Regions from separate parts of the Hordeum vulgare genome. Here region 1 is linked to region 2. A link is a contact called in public Hi-C data. All regions are on one chromosome and are shown on one strand. The core of a region is the stretch at or near the end of the contact, and the rest is flanking DNA. Distances in the headings are between cores, read along the strand shown.

Region 1 (5,071 bases), core at 1,820-4,319, 180 kb before region 2:
ATGTGCACTGCCTTGTACATGATGGATACTATAGGATAGAGCCCGTGCGAACCTTATCCACAAAAATATTGAGCGGAATCTTTGTCATATGTTTGTTCTGGCTAATTTGCAAGCCTCGTCCTTTGTTTTCTTGGAGTTTGGTAATTCGTGTTGCTTTCATGTCAAGTGGTGATTTTATATCTTTCCTAAGTGGTGTTCTCATATATTTTTATGAGAGTGCTATTCTTTTTGTCAATCAAATTGTCTTATCAATTCCTTTCAAATGGAGTCGTCATGTCAATTCTATTCCAACAGTGTGCTTCTCTTCAAGTTAATTCTATCCTCTCCAATATTTGCAAGATCAATCTCTCATTTCTTCCCGAAGTTCATCTCATTTGTCCCAAGTTGTCTTTGTTTTTCCCCGCCATCCCACCATTTTCTTCAATGATTCAATTATCATCCATGTGCCTTAATCTTCAGTATTGCTTCTGCTATCTTCTCTTCCATGTCGTATCCGGTGATTCATTGTCAACATTCTCAGGAGTTCTGAGTTCATCATTTTTCAGTATTGTTCTCTTTTCCGGTGAATTCAATTCAAGATGTCAGTGTTCATCATGTCCTTTTCATCCTTTAAATTATTTCCCATGATTGGTAATTCTTATCAAGTTTTTCTTTTTTTTCATCTCTCTCTGTTCTACCCAGAGTGCTGAAGATATCTCAGAAGTTTCTTGTTTTCAATCCTTTCAATTATTTTGAGGTTCTCACCTCATCAAATTTTCATTTGTACCGGTGCAATATCTCTTTCCTACCATTGTTTCAACGGTGTTTGTTGAGTGGGCCCATAACCCACAGTTTCTTCTCCAGGATCTTACGTGGCTCTTCTAATCTTTTCCGAAGATCTCTAATTCTTTTCAAGTGTGATGTAAGTATGGATTTCATCAGTCATATCCCTTCTCCAAGATCGCTAAATAAATTTTATACATTGGCTCAACCAGTTCCTTTTTCATCATTCCGGAGTGTCTTAGTAATTTTGGTGGTGTTCCTTCTCATCATTCTCTGCATTGAGGAACGAAGAAGTGTTTCTCTTAAATCGTGGTCCATTCTTTTGAAGATTGTCATCTCAGCTTTGTTATGTCCTCTCAATTGTTTTCGATCATGAGTAATAAATTCCATATCTATCCGGTGCATTTCGGAGTTGTTTTCATTTCTCAATCCTCCGAAGGCCATCATTTCAGAAGATTACTTTGTTCTCACCTTTCATCTTTCATTCTCAAATTCTTCTCAATTGTGTCTCTTCTTTCGTATCTCAATTATTCCGGTGCCTTGTTCAAGTTTTCTCTCAGGTGAATCAAGGTGTTTTCATTCTCATGTATCTTCTTTCATTTTTTGGTATCCTCATTTATTTGTGAATTCTTACGGGTGGCCTATTAAGTATTTCTCTAATCGAATCATGCTATTTGTATCCTCATGTAGCCCAGTTCATTTGTATTATCATCTTTCATTTCAAATTCTTACCGGTGGTTCTTTTAAGACTTCTTCAAGTTTGTGCTCTTTTGATTCAATCATCAGAGTTTTCCAAGGTCATGTTCTTTCCTTGCTTATCATTTTATTTGTTTCGTTGTGAATCCTTTAAAGATCTTTCCATCTTATCAAAAATTGTCCTCCTTTCCTACCGAAGTGTTGCCGAAATTTTGTTTGAATTCTTGCTTGTTCCTCATATCGTTCTTCAACCCCTTCGCAACCTTCAAGGATCGTTGGTTTCACTCGTTTGCGAAGAAGCAACTAAGTTTTACTTCTTGCTCTTTCTCATCCTCTTCCCTCTTTCATTCTGAGATCTCGGGGCGAGATCTCTTGTTAGTGTAGGAGAGTTGTAACAACCCGAGACCGACGCTCCACAAGATTCCCCTTTTGTTCACTTGCCACCCTGGGATTATTTTGCTTGCCGCATTCATCATCGCACCATTCGCACCATCTGCATTGCATCGGCACTCTCTTGCCGCCACTTTTCAGAACTTGTATCCCTAATTAGTTGTCCGTTCTCTCCTTTTCGTCATTGACCGTTTCGAGACCAACCACACACGCACGCACCCGCGATATCATTAAAATATTGATATTAAAGTGTGTATAAAACATTCTCGGATTGGGTTGAAACTTGGCATGCGGTCTTATTTTAATGTAGGTAGGCCGCCTGCCAAATTTAGTCGCAATCGGAGTCCGTTTGATATCCGAACGGTTGACCGTAGCGGCACCGTCTTCCGTTTATCGTCGGACATTTTTTCGGTGTTAAAAATATTGTGTCGGGCCGCAAACTTTTCTCTCTTATTATCCCACCACCACTCTACACAACCCAATAATCTATCTTAGCCCCTAGCCATCGCCGGAGCCGTCCGATCGCGATCCCGCGGTCCCAATTCGGACGAAATCTGAAAACCATAGACCTTTTTCTATAAGTAGACACCCAACATCCTCACCTCGGGATCCGTGCCCGAATCGCTAGCTGCCACTCTCCATAGCCCCAGGTAAACCTCTCACTCCTTCCCCGCTGCCAGGCCCATCCGATCCCAGATCCGGCCCTCCCCGGGCCCGGGTCGCGCCGCCGCTCCTCCTGTGCCCGAGCACCCGCCGGCTACGTCTCCTCCCGAGCCGCCCTTGCCTCGCTCCCGCATGCATGTGCCGCCCCTCCGCGTCGCCATGGTCGGCGCCTCACCGGAGCCCGCCTGCCGACCACCACCCTGTCGCGCGGCTCCCCTCCAGCAGTCCCGCCGCCAACCAGCCTCGCCGCCGCGCCCCGTCCACATCGGTGGCCGCCTTCATGGTTGCCCGAGCTCGGAGCTCGACACAGCCGCCCCAAGCTCCGCCGCATCTCCGCTGTCGGGCCGGTCCCGTGCCTCCGCCGCCTCCCCGTGGCTGGATTAGGTCGCGCCTCGCTCTAGCCGCCGGCGTGGTGGCCGTTGCGCTCACCCTGCCTCGCTGATCGCGACCGCCTCGCCCGATCCGATCGAGATCGGACGGCTGAGCCCCGTTGACTCGCACCAAGTGGGCCGGCTTCGCCCTTGGCCCACCAGTGCCCACCCGCGTTGGCCCATTGTGCCTCTGCCCGAGGCCCAGCAGCTCCAGCCGGCCCGAGCCTCCACAAGGCCCAGCCGAGCGTGAGCGCCCTATTGCCCACTGATCTGTTGGGCCAGAGCCAGATTTGGCCCACTAGTATTTTTCTGTGTCATGCGATTTGTCTATTATTCCAGGTTTTAATAATTTCAGAAAAACATGCATTTTTTTATAACACCCGTAACTTTTAATCCGTGCGTCGGATCGCAGCAAGTTGTATATGTAGAATGTGCAGAATTTTACGTAGATTAATTGTTTCCAACTCTCATTCATATTTAAATATATTTAAAGTGCTGTTTGCACTGGTTTCTGTGACAACGTGTTAAAAGCGGTTTAATTCGTACCTAGTGATCCATAACTCCATGGGAGGTGAGTTATATATGTAAACCGACTAGAATGACGCGCAGTTTCACGCGAACCACTTTGTTTTGCTGTTTAACAAGCATAAAATATGTTTAGGATAAATCTGGACATATTTTAAAGTTAGCATGTGGGTCGTTTTGGAGATGTTATATGTCATTTCCGGCCAAATTTAAAATCTCTAGATAGGTAGCTTATTTGCGCTTCACCTCTTGCAATGTTTAACAACATTTAATATTGTCGTGTTAAAAAAAGAGAGTGAACTAAATAATTAAATGTGGAGTTCCGTCAATATGCAACTCGTTGCATATTGAGCTTCACTTAACGTGTAGCGGTTGATTGTTGTGGATTGCCATGCCATGCCTTGTATAATTGAAATGAACGTGCATCATATTAGGTTGTGCATCATATCATGCATGTGTCGTGGTGAATATTGTGTGTTTATTCTGTTTCCGGTTTGCTTATTCTTGATAGTGTTCCAAACCGTTTCAGAGTGTGAGGATCCGCTCGACTCTGCTTCATGGATTCGTTCTTCTTCCAAGCAGGATCTTAGGCAAGATGATCATTTCCCTAGGTACCATTACTATCAATGGCATGCTAGTTGTATCGTTTCTTTCGTTATGTCTCGCTGCCTACCACGTGTTAAATAAGCCTCCCAACATTGCCATGACAACCTGTAACCTTTCTACAATCTAGCAAACCACTGTTTGGCTATTGGCGTGGTTGTCATGGCATATGTCCTCGTGAGAGAACTTAGGTGTGAGGCCATCGCAACCATGTGGCGTCTTGAGAGGGGTTGGTTGGAATCGAGAGACGCAAGTTTACCCAGGTTCGGCCCCTCCGATGGAGGTAAAAGCCTATGTCCTGCTTGTGTTTCATTGATGAAGATGATGATCTCGATTACAAGGGTGCGGAATCGGTACCTCTAATCTCGAGGGTGTCTAATATGTCTATCTCTAATGACTTGAACTTGTCATGGCTCAGTCTAACTTAACTTAACTTGTCCCTCTTGGGGCGCCTTACTCCTCCTTATATAAGTGGAAGGAGTAGGTTTACATGTAGAGTCTTACTAGGAGTAGGAATAGGACTAGTCTCTCTTGAATCCTAATCCGGGTCTTGTTTCCTCCTCGGGGGAGTCTTTCCTCTTCTTGGGCCTTTTGTGTGACCCGATCCTCCTGGACTCTCTATGAGTCGCCTTATTCCAAGGTGTACGCCGGGCCTTGGGCCTTCTCCGTTTGTCTGAGTCGCCTACGGGGTCAAATATGAGTCGCCCATCGGGTCACTGTTGAGTCTTCGATGAGTCACAAAGTCCCAGCCGGGTCATACTTTCAGCCAGATTACACCGCGGGGTCTATCCCCGACATTAGCCCCCAGGTTAGCTTGAATTTATTCAAGATAAGCTCCTAAAATCAGAATAATAGATATGTTCAGGGACCAGCCTGTTCCACTGGCTGGCTTAATTCAATGAAGTGGCCCCTTTGAAAATCCGGGTTTCTTCTTTATATGAACCGTCTTTACAATCATCTTGCAGGTACACATCCTTTGTAATACATATGCCATTGAATTGGCCTACAATGCTTTGGCTTGATGTAAATTAGGGGCATAAGAAATCCACACAATGTTTGAA
Region 2 (4,931 bases), core at 1,426-3,925:
TGTTTGTGGTATAAAGTGGCCTTTGGCTTGGCAAATATGCAAAGTGTGTGTGTAAATATAGCAAACTTTGTAAAAAAATTGGTGGGGGACCACTTATAAAAAGGTTGTTGAAGAAGGTTTTTTGGCCAAGATTTGTAAAATAACAAGTGAGTGCAAATATACAAAGGTTGTTGGAGATGCTCTAAACATGGGATCCGGAACCCAATGATGAAGAACACAATGATATTGTCCATGAGAATACTTCCTGGGCTCATAAGAGAGATGAATTTGCAAATCAGATGTGGGTGAATAGAGGGCTAGCAACCATTTGACGGAATAGGTGGACAATGATATTTTATTTGAAGGGATTAAGTGGGGCACTTTGCCATGATGACAAGAAGATGGTATTGCTAGAAGAAGAACACTATTTGCGCCACAGTCAAGTATGAATGTACATGAAGCAACCATTTTTTGCATGCTCAGATGAGTTATCTTATTGCTAAAATGGAGTTTAAATTAGTTTGTTTTGCTGAAAATGATGATGTTTTATAGTTGAAATGATGTTGTAGTAAATTACATTTGTTGAACTGATGTTGGAATGAGTTACTGCTGGTGATATGATGATGCTTCAAATAGTGTTGCAGGATCCAGTGGATGCTAAATTGCTCAATTCCCCACTTAAGAACTGCAACTATATGGAACATTGCTTTGCTAATAAGAAAGCCACTAGGAATTATGCAATGGCCACCAGTTGCCACTTGGAACGCCTATTGTTGTGGAAGACACAGATAAACCCAATGCCATGGAGGGGCTAGGAACAACCGATGAGGTATTGCAACATCTTCGTGGGTCTAACTTTGTACTTCCTACAACTAGTACCACTTATGACCCTTCACCTACCTAAAATAAAAAGAGAAAAGGGCATCTGGTTTGACTGAGGAGGACTCAATCGAGTGTAGCAACATGATTGATGCTATGCGTGACATTGCAAGTGCTATTAACAACACTTGCCATGCTGAAACACACCCTCACTTGTAGAAGGCTGTCATGGACATTATTGTGTTTGATCAACATGAGCACTTGGTTGTCTTAGATTATCTCACGAAACATAAGGCAAAAGACCTTAACTTTGTGAAGATAGATATTGAAGTCCGTCAAACATCATTCAAACGTATCTTGAAAGCCAATCCTGAATTTTTTATTTGGTGCTTGTTGAGACTATCCCTTTTGTAATGCCTATTATAAAGTGTATTTCGAATGCAACTATGTAATATGAATGTAGTGATGCACTACTACAAATTATGGTTATTATTTCTTATGTAATACGAATCTAGTGATGCACAACCAACTACAAATTATGTTATTATGTGTTATGTTATTTATTTTCTTCACATTATCATTGTTAAAATTATATTGGCATGGTAACATTTTATTGCTTGAATTGTTTAGTGAAGTATCCAAATGTTGTTTCAGTATTCTCTTGGCACCAAATTTTTTGTTCATGCAGCCTACCTCAGATAGAGGCTATCAAACATAGTCTCACGATCGTTCGTAAAAAAAACATACTCACGACAACACGGTCTCCTTTGATGCAGCCTATCAAAAATAGTCTCAACTCAGCATGTATTAGTACATACATTGCTACCAAACAACTACAGTTATATGTATTAAGTATGTTAGTATTTAGTCCCCTAATGAAATATCTAAAAAGATTTATATTTAGGAACAAAAGGAATAAGTTAGAACATCTACCAAACACACCCATTGGCGCTCAATAAGGATTCAGACTAAGCAGTCGCAAGCGGGTTTTCAAATTCGATCCACAAATTCTTCGACTCCGGGCCCAGTGTATCTCATAGGCAAATCCTATTTGGCGCTGCAGGCACCGGTTAAAGTGTATTTTTCTTAAACGGCGCGTGCAACGTTCGGTCATGGGCCGGCCGAGCGAAGGGGGGGTTCCGGTTTTGTGAAGGTTCTAGAAGCTTCCTAGATGATTTTTTTCATTATGGTTTCTTCAAGACAGGTTTTTCTTTGGTTTATCTTATTTTCCTTTTTATTTATTTTCTTTACTATTTTTATCAATTTTTCATTTATATATATATTTTTTATTTTTTCTAAAAAATGCTGCCATTTTTTTATTTTTTTTTCAAATGAACAAATATTTTTCCAAATCAATGAACCCTTTTCAAATTTTTCTAAATTTTTAATTAAAATTCTATGAAGTTTTTTGAATATTTATGAACTTTTTTGAGATTTGATGAACTTTTTTTTAAATGGGTGAACTTTTTTAAAAAATTATAAACTTTTTTGACATTTAATGAACTTTTTTTTGAAATGGATGAACTTTCTTTAATTTTTTATAAAAAAATTTATGAACTTTTTTTCCAGTTCAACAAACTTTTTAAAAACTTTTTTCGAATTCATGAACTTATTTTCAAATTTTGTGAACTTTTAAAAAAATTGTGATATTTTTAGATCATAATGATTTTTCTTCAAATTCGTGAAACTTTTGTTTCAAAATTTGTGAACTTTTTATGTTCAATCTGTTTTTGCTATTTTTTTATAAAAAATTCCGCCTTAAAACTGGGCCGGCCCATTATGAAAGGCGTGTGGGCGCTGGTTCTCCTAGCCGGCGCTTATCTCGTAACCCATTTTCTGCAACCGGAACTGACGGCCCAAGAAAATCCTTGCGCCTCAACAAATCCAGCCTTCTCTTACTCTCTGTCCTCTGCCCACCAGACCACAAGAGTTCGTCGCGGCGGAGAGGAGACGACGACGAGCAGCCTCAGCTCAGATCCGACGAGATGGTAAGCCCATAAACCCTAGCCCCTCTGGTGATCTAGGCTCTCCAGGGTTTCGCGAGGTACCTAAGCGCCGTCGGTGATGTCCTCGCAGGCGGCCAAGGCGATCTCCAGCCCCGTGCCGGTGGAATGGTACCCGACGCTGGCCATCGTCATGGTTTCCGTCGGCCTCATGCTCACCGCATCATTCTTCATGTAAGTCATCCGCCCGATTCCGATCTCCCCAGCTCCTCGCGCGATTCGTGCAGATCGATGGCTTGATCCGATCTGGTGCGCCTGGCGGCTGCGTGTGTTTGGGAGTTGGGACCGAGCGGAATTGGTCCATCCGCGGGTTGGGATAAGGGATCTGATGTTGTACTTTCTTGTGCTGTCAAATAATTAGCTCCTGTAGTAGGTGGTGGCATCCTCTAGGGGAGAAACCCAGCCACGATGAGTCTAGGTTGTTTTGTCTTTGGCATCTTTTCACTGCCCAAATAGCGTTTCGATCCTGCGTGACAGAGATAACAAATGCGCTTGCCTTGGTGGCTTCAGTTTCGATAGGTGAGCTTACTTAGTTAGGTTTGAGGTTTGGTGTGGACTGAGTTCAGTAACTCTTGCACCAATTTTTCTGCTTGTCAGATAAAGGAATTGCTTGCATTGAACACTTGATTTGGATTTCCTGGATCCAGTAGATTATTATTGGGCTGCTAGAACAGAACAGGAGGGCAGACCCATGAGCCACTTTTGGAACCGAAATCACTATGCATACGACATCTTCACGTCCAATTTTCGTGCAAAGCTGTGATAGACGGTTACAATCCATGGATGGCCGTTAACACGTGTCATACAGTAATCGGATAGAAGGTATCATACGTATAGGCATAGCAGTGCTCTTGAATTCTTTTCCTGTGGAATGGAATGATTCTTGTTCTTGTTGCTGCCCATTGATGCATTTTCTTTTATTACTTACCACAAAAAATAAAAGGTAATAATAGTACACTTGTGAATCAAAGCAATTAAATTCAATGAGCTTGTAGTGCATACTCAAACAGGTGAAAAGTAGCAAAGCTTCTGATTGCATTTTCTATTTAATAATATAAATAAAACGCATCGAAGAACACTGTTTACCATTGTGTTTAACTCAGGAACAAAGAGAAACTCAGTTAGACCTGTTATTTACTATGTATAAATTGTGCAGCTTAGACTAATATATCCACGCCGGTTAGTCTTTGTCCCAGCCAAGTTTATGATATGGTTATTTCCATAAACTGTGATCAACATCGTTGTCTTTAAGGCTCTTAACCAATGAGTATGTATTACACATTATTGCTATGCTTACCAAAACATAAGAAACAAGGTCACTTACAGTTTAGGCCTCTTTGGTGGTCCTTTGTTCATGAGATTGTCACAGGATTTTCATAGGATTGTGATCCTATGGCATCTTTCCTGTAGGTGTTGTTTAATTTGTAAGAATGCAATCCTTACGAATCATTCCTATGGAACTTTTCCAAGTTTATTTCATAGGAAATTTGCATAAGTCTTGAGCCCATGGAAAAATTACTATGCTTCCATCAAACACACACTTGTGCCAATTCCTTTGTTTTACAATTCCATAGGATTCAAGTTGGCAGGTCATAACAATCCTCCATTTTTCTATCCTATGTATCGAAGCAGCCCTTGGAATTCGGGAATAAAAATACAGAAATAGGAAAAACATAGAATTGGATGTCATGAGCTGCTAAATCTTACTGGTATTGGAAACAAATGGGAAAAAATCCAACCTCTTATTAGGAATCATATGGACTTTTGATGGCCTCATTCTGTTTATCTAAAGCAACCTCAGAGATAATACCTTATCGGGAAGTATTCCTAGAATTGAAATCCGAAAAATCTGAAAATACACCTAGTCCTGGGTTTTTGAGTTATCACATGATGATACTTCTTAATCAGAACATATCTAAAGTGTAACTGAACCAGTCGTATAGTATTTTGTATCATCTGCAAATTGACCACAAGTTCATAATGGGAACAAGCTTCAGCACTGTGATTCAATATCTATTTTGTCTGTGGTGCTTGTAGGCATAGACATAGCTAATTAGGAAGGATACACATGAAATCTGGAGGCAATGTGAAACTGATTACTGAACAGAGATGTTGGTGCAAGATTCAATT

The links. Hi-C and Micro-C count contacts between places; a contact is called where the count stands out from the background.
Region 1: a Hi-C map of seedling shows a contact between it and region 2, with 3 times the contacts expected there. The contact joins the enhancer-like site here to the promoter of LOC123410779 in region 2. A contact is called at or near these places in 1 of 6 Hi-C or Micro-C datasets (seedling) and 1 of 1 datasets of contacts at active chromatin or transcription factors (embryo).

What each region holds. Positions count from the first base shown.
Region 1 is chr7H:506,227,714-506,232,784 of MorexV3_pseudomolecules_assembly, reverse strand. No RefSeq gene overlaps it. Among protein-coding and RNA genes, the nearest start is that of LOC123409175, 57 kb to the left of the region's middle. Within about 2 kb of position 3,069, at least 3 of the 3 cell types and tissues checked have open chromatin away from gene starts, as enhancers often do. A contact at or near this core is called in seedling, where this site is marked.
Region 2 is chr7H:506,044,178-506,049,108 of MorexV3_pseudomolecules_assembly, reverse strand. It overlaps LOC123410779 (transmembrane protein 258), which reads left to right and starts at 2,675. Exons shown (of 4, transcript XM_045103717.1): 1 at 2,675-2,786; 2 at 2,875-2,975. The coding sequence starts at 2,784.